Regions from separate parts of the Mus musculus genome. Here region 1 is linked to region 2. A link is a contact called in public HiChIP or PLAC-seq data. All regions are on one chromosome and are shown on one strand. Each heading gives the region's core, a stretch centred on a gene start, on an enhancer-like site or on the middle of the called end of the contact. The rest is flanking DNA. Distances are from core to core; before and after follow the strand shown. Region 1 has its middle 4.7 kb from the start of Igsf11. Region 2 overlaps Arhgap31 (Rho GTPase activating protein 31).

Evidence for each region. HiChIP or PLAC-seq counts read pairs in DNA pulled down with a chosen protein or histone mark.
Region 1: a contact with region 2 is called in an H3K27ac HiChIP or PLAC-seq map of extraembryonic endoderm stem cells. The contact joins two enhancer-like sites. A contact is called at or near these places in 6 of 484 Hi-C or Micro-C datasets (epidermal suprabasal cells, extraembryonic endoderm stem cells, gonadal supporting cells and 3 more), 1 of 115 datasets of contacts at active chromatin or transcription factors (extraembryonic endoderm stem cells) and 1 of 9 other capture datasets (adipose tissue).

What each region holds. Positions count from the first base shown.
Region 1 is chr16:38,895,938-38,899,265 of GRCm38.p6, reverse strand. It overlaps a transcript of Igsf11 not described here. Among named protein-coding and RNA genes, the nearest start is that of Igsf11, 4.7 kb to the left of the region's middle. Within about 2 kb of position 1,490, at least 18 of the 459 cell types and tissues checked have an H3K27ac peak or open chromatin away from gene starts, as enhancers often do. A contact at or near this core is called in extraembryonic endoderm stem cells, where this site is marked.
Region 2 is chr16:38,651,961-38,655,173 of GRCm38.p6, reverse strand. The region is part of intron 1 of Arhgap31 (Rho GTPase activating protein 31); the gene reads left to right. Gm36482 (a long non-coding RNA gene) reads right to left here. Exons shown (of 6, transcript XR_003951954.1): 5 at 3,183-3,213; 6 at 2,681-2,836. Among named protein-coding and RNA genes, the nearest start is that of Gm36482, 39 kb to the right of the region's middle. Within about 2 kb of position 1,618, at least 100 of the 459 cell types and tissues checked have an H3K27ac peak or open chromatin away from gene starts, as enhancers often do. A contact at or near this core is called in extraembryonic endoderm stem cells, where this site is marked.

The DNA.
Region 1 (3,328 bases), core at 241-2,740, 240 kb before region 2:
ATTAACTAAGCAGAAATGCCGTGTCAGGGCACTGGGTTGAAGGTTAAACAAAAACCATGTGGAGTAATTCCTGACCCCAGACAAATGCCACTTGTACCTGGACTATATCTGTGCTATCACGACTCATCAATGAATAGCCTCTTTGTCACCACAGCAAGTTACTGTCCCCCAGACAGGAGCCAGTGAGTCACTAGGACACAATGCTAGCCGTTTGGTGGAGGAGCCTTTGTAAAAGAAAAGGCTAGAAGGAGGGACAGTCGAGTGTCTGGGAGACACAGAAGCACAGAGGTCAGCTGGGGATAGTGGACTCAAGGAACAGGCAGGAGAACTAGGAGGTCACAAGCTGGACTCAAAGGCTCTCAGCTATTCACTCCTCCAGGAACAGGCAAGGTGTGATCTTTAATTCACAGAAACACCAGCACCGTCGTCGTGGGCTACATTTTTACTGAGGATAAATCTCACCATGCTCTTTTATCCTAATCTGCCTATAACCACGGTAGGATTTCTTTAAATCCCTTAAGTATTCCTAGCGAGAAAGCAACAGACACATCAGACATTTGTACAGTGCTTTATGTTTCAAAGTGATTCTGCATATGCTATCTGGTGTGATCATCACAGCAACGCCAGGGGGTAGGGAAGGTGCTTACTACAACCCCTCGTTCATACAGGACGATACCGGGTCTCAAGGGAATCAAAGATGCTTCGGGGACTGCAAATACCAGGTGTCTTAGTCAGAGTTTCTATTCCTACACAAACATCATGACCAAGAAGCAAGTTGGGGAGGAAAGGGTTTATTCGGCGTACACTTCCACATTGCTGTTCATCACTAAAGGGAGTCAGGACTGGAACTCAAGCAGGTCAGGAAGCAGGAGCTGATGCAGAGGCCATGTTTCTTACTGGCTTGCTTCCCCTGGTTTGCTCAGCTTGCTCTCTTATGGAACCCAAGACTGCCAGCCCAGGGTTTGCACCACCTACCATGGGCCCGCTTGATCACCAACAGAGAAAATGCCCCACAGCTGGCTGTCATGGAAGCACTTCCCCAACTGAAGCTCCTTTCTCTGTGATAACTCCAGCCTGTGTCAAGCTGACACACAAAACCAGCCAGTACACCAGGTAGAACGAGAACCAAGACTTCTAACATGTTCCCTATAGCTTTCCCAACTACATTAGGAAGTCATTTAAAGACATCATGACATCTTAACGCTAGTCTGAAGAAGTTATCTCCCCAGTATTTAATCCCTCTCCACAATACCACAATCCCCACTCCCACCCACCTCCTGTTGTCTGACAAAACTTTTCTTGAGGAGATAGAACACATTCTTCTTCTATTCACTGCAGATAGGGAGCACACAACAGAGCAAAGTACGGATACCACCAAAGTCCAATTTTGTGAACTAATGAGTTTTACTGGGTTACTTACAGGAATATAGCTGAGGGGTTGTGTACAGAAATGACTCAGTGACAGCTCTATCACCAAACTCCACCCCATCGACGGTGACTACAATTCACAAAGCTGGGAACCTTGGGGCACACTGCTCAGCTCAACAGGCTGGGAGTGTCCTTTCCACATGCCTCAGTTTGCCTACCTCTCTTCCAGGCAGCTCTTGGCAGCTGGGCTCTGTTTACTCTGGAGTGAGGGGCGGAGTGCATCTGGTCAGTTTCACAGAGTTCTTGAGGCTGTTTCCCCCAACCCCCTCTGGTTGTTTACTCCCTACTTAGGGAGTTCCCCTGCCTGAGAGAATGATTTGATCCTGGAGGAGACTGTTACAGAACACCCACACTTCAGTAGCAAGCAGTACCAACTGGATGGGTCTGTGCTAAGGCAATTGTAGCCTGCCTAAGAAAGAGATGGAGGTGAGATAGGCTGAGGAAAGGCACCCCAACCAAAGACTCTACTGTGGTTATATCAGCCTTTATGACTCAAAACATAGATGGCATGAAAATGGATTCAATCTCTACTTATCCAAGTTTAAATTTAACACTAGACAAACTTTTCAATACATCAAAATGCAGGGCCATCTCTTTCCAGGATCAGTTCATTCGTATTCAAGAATAGGAAATTAATTTTATTTATTGGCATAGGAGAAATATAATTAAGAATGAAAAAAAGATAGAATTATAAAGCTTTCTAAAGCTATATATAAACTATTTTGAATTAGATATTTTAAAGTATCAACATCACAGATCCATTGATGTGCATACATTAAATATTAATTGCATTTAAACTTGGAGGGTTTGTATTTGTGTAGTGTTCTGTACTTATGTTATTTTAAGGCTAGTAAGGAGCTGTTTGGGCCACTTATTCTGTAATTATTTCGACCAGCTGCTTAGTGCCTTAGTTGTCTACAGTCAGGGTTGATCCTTTTAAAGATAAAATAAGAGGAATCCTCCTCACCTTATGAAGTCAGGAAAAATCTCTAAAATAAAATAATAATCTCTAAAAATCTCTAAAATCTCTAAATAATAAAATTTCTAAAATATAAAATTTCTAATAATAGAAAAGAAAATGATGGAACCATCCCAGCATAACAGCAAGAAAGCCAACAAGTGTCCCTCCCTTGTATGCTGACCTAGAGCATTTAGCATTTCCAAGGTTGTCCTCAGAATTGAGAGTATTTGTAACCTACCTATACTAGCTATACCAATAGCTTAAATCTCTTACATCTGCTTCTACACACACAGAGACACACACAGACGCAGACACACACACACAGACACACACACACCCTGCAACTCTTACTGACAGGATTTACACAAAACAGAGTAGAAATCTCTATCTCCTTCTGAATGTCTGCTCCCTCTCATCATTGTGATGCTGAAAATAGAAATATCTACAGCATCTGTATCCATTGGAAAACCCCAGCCATTTGCTTTAAAATCTTTCCATCATGAACACATTAGTATTTAAATAAAGTCACTTTTTGTACTCAACTCAGAATGCTTCTGAATTCTTCCCAATGGCAATTTTTAAATGGCCTCGGTGACTTTTGGGGACTTAACAAGAAAAACACCTTCAGTAGCATCTTACATGTCACATAAAATTTACCACAGTCTCTCTGCTACGAGAAATTCTTTTTATTAATATTCTGCAAAGTCTCCACCACTTTTCTCCAAGCTGATGGGCTTCAAACTCATTACTTACTTTTATATATTGGGCTATTTTGGAGATCAAATCTCTCTTTTCAAATTCTGATGGATTTTTTTTCACAATTGAAAGCATAATTTCGACTATTGTATCTAGCAACAAAGACTAGAAATCTCAACTTACAAGAAAACATGAAGCTATAAAAGCCTTAAATAAACTGATGAGCCCTCAACAAAATATACA
Region 2 (3,213 bases), core at 369-2,868:
GATTTATGTACTTCTTCCCACAACACACAAGGCCCCCGAAGGTGAGGACTCCAGCTCTGCTTCTGGCTATGTCCTTGATACCTGGTACTCAGTCCCTATGCACAGAATAGGCACCAAGAAGGTCTGGATGGGTAAATCTACCTGGGAGCTATAGAAGAGGGTGGGTTATGACCTCGGTTTGTCTCATGCAGAGACCCGAACAGCGACCTCTTTTCCCTTGCTCTGTCTCCTTCTCAGATGCTTAGAGACAATTACTGAAGTTCGCCAAGTAGGATCAGCACACGGTTGCAAATCACAAGACAAACGTCAGGGACTTCTTATCTTGAGTCAGATCATAAAAGCTATCAGGCCTTGTCCATCTCTCATATGTGGTCACTTAAAGGCCCTTTGCCTACTCTCCCTAGGCCAGCTCTTGTAGGTAGAGAGTGGGTCACACCTCCTGGCTCCTGACCAGTCAATCCCCTTGATCTTCCATTGGGCCCTCGGCCTGAGAATCTGCCCCATCTTCCCTGGAGCTGATGGCCAAGAATGTCTCTCAGATCTCCTCTGCAGTCCTCAGTATTCTTTCACAGCACCTAGCCTGAGGACACTCCCTCCCAGCTGTGACCACACCCTTAGAGCCTACTACTTCCATCTCTGTGCAGGAAATTTAAGCCTTGGACAATCCTTTGCAAGCCTACACCCTCTTCAAACAGGAATCACCAGATCCTTACAAAAATAAACGAACCTCCTCTCCTCTTTGCATGGGATCAGAAGATTGCATATTTACAGAGGGGAGGCAGTCTCTGGCAGCCCGCTCCCTTTCCTCTGCAGAAAGATGTCATTAAATCCAATGACTCTGGCCCACAGCTACAGAACGAACAAGGGCTCTGCCTGACATTTTTGCTCTACCCGATATTTAGCTGCCATGTAATTGAACTAACCTGCCTGCAAGCTGATGCCATGTGCAGCGTACTAAGGTACAACTTTGAGTCACACAGGAGTCTGGCCCATCGCTCTACTTGTGGGGGATCAGATAAACATGATTAATTTGACTTGACCACTAAGGGAGAGTCTTAAGTTTGAACACCCTGAATTACATCTGCCATCAAAGTGTGTGTTAGCTTGGTCACAGAGAAGCCTACTGGGTAGTTAAGCCTTAATTCTGAAAATTAGAGAGAAAGGAGATCTGAAGCACTTGGCACACGACTCTTGCCGTGGTTCAGTCTCTCTCCAGCTCCGGGCTTCGCTGCTGTTGAGCTGGGTGGCCGTGGATGGAGCCCTGAACGTCCTGGGGCCTCAGGTTGCCTGGCACCGAGTCAGGCGTGTTTAACCAAGTCCCTTCCAAGTCATAAGCTTTCAGCCTTAATCCCAGACATATCTGGCAAAAATCATGTCTGAAGATAGCACTGACGTGGGAGGAGGGAGCAGACCAGGGGCTCTCAGTGTGGGCCTCTGGTTGGGTCTTCAGAGGATGGGACTGATGTTTGAGCTGCTAATCTTCGGGACAGAAGCCTGAATGTCACCGTGCCTTGTGGTTTTAACAAACCACAGATTGCTGTGAGTGTTTGCCTGGCTTTCCATGAGAGATAAAAGCCCTGTCTGCTGAGGTGCAGGGGAGGCCCCTCTGCAGGAACACAGTGTGAGAACCAGTTTGTGATACGGAAAGGGGGAGGGGCACCGGCTGCAGAGTCCACCCTTAGAGCTCAGTTCCGTTCCCCCGGGGGCCACAAAGCCAAGACTTAAATGACTCAGGCTCTCATGATCCGCATCATAAGCGAAGGCCTTGACTCTTCAGAGGTGTGCAGGGATTGGAGTTGCTTTGAAAACGACTTTCTCTGAAGTGGATGGACTAGTCTTAGGGTTGGCGTCTCTCGCATAGGTTTTAAAGACCATAGTCTCAGTATCTGCTGGGGTGTTTTCCAGTCTGGGAAAGGGGTGACAAGGTCTTCAGGGTCCCACATGTAAGTAGAGAGAGTGATGTCGAGGAAAGGATGGAGATTCTGCTATCTCACGCACGGGCAGATCTGTGTCTTCAAAAGCTTGGTGTAGCAACTGACCCACTCCTCCTTTCACGCCAAACATGCATACATACATGCATACATACATACATACATACATACATACACACACACACACACACACACACACACACACACATACACACATACATACATACATACATACATACATACATACATACTAATACACACACACACACATTATTGATCTTTCTCCAAGAGTGTTCCTAACACCTTTCAGGGAACTCTTTCTGAGTTTGTTTTCTGTCAGCTCCCGGGAGACCCTTTTGTACATTAATATGGAGACCCTCCCCTAGGCTGTTCTTCTAAGACGCTGGTTCTTGACAGAACTCCCTGCCTCTTATAAGCTGTTGGGAATAGCTCCTGCCGCAAGCCCCACCTAAGTCCCGTGGTAAACTGTGTGGCTGTGGACACATCTCTTACATCACAGACACTGAAGCACTTTCATTGCTAACTAATACAGAGGATGCGATTGGATGACTCTTATTCTTACATCCATCTGTAGGTTTTTTGGGGTTTTTTTGTTTTTGTTTTTTGTTGTTGTTGTTGTTGTTGTTTTGTCTACTAATTACTTACAATCCTTGTACAATGACAATTTTTAATTTTTAAATAATTACTTACAATCCTTGTACAATGACAATTTTTTATTTTTAAATTACATTTTATTTATTTGCTTGAGGCTTGGAGGGTTTGAAGGTCAGAGGACACCTTGTGGTAGTTGGTTCTGTGCCTTCAATCATTGCAGGCCCGAGGATGGAACTTCGGTCGTCAGGGTTGATAGCAGGTGCCTTTACCCACTGAGCCAACCGGCCATCCTCAAAGAATAAATTTTTTTAAAATATTAAATAAAATAAGTGTATAAAGCAGCCAGTGTTTTCAGTCACTAGACAAGCTTGTGCAAGACATAAATCGCCTGAAAAGGGTTACATGCGGCAGGATGTGCTCTTGTTTTTAGCAGGAAAAAGAAGCCTTGTAACAACAGGAAGCACTGGGAGGCCTCAGTACCAAGGGCTTCCAAGCAAAGCTGTTCTGGAAACAATGGCTGCCTGTGGCTCAGGAATATCAGGCAGGAAATGAAAAGATGCTGGGGTGGGGGTGGGAGCACAGAGGAGCTGACAAACTGCTACCTGGAGGTTCTTCATATGGCCTTAGCCTACTCACCAGAATGAAGTCGCATTCTCCGAATTCTCCC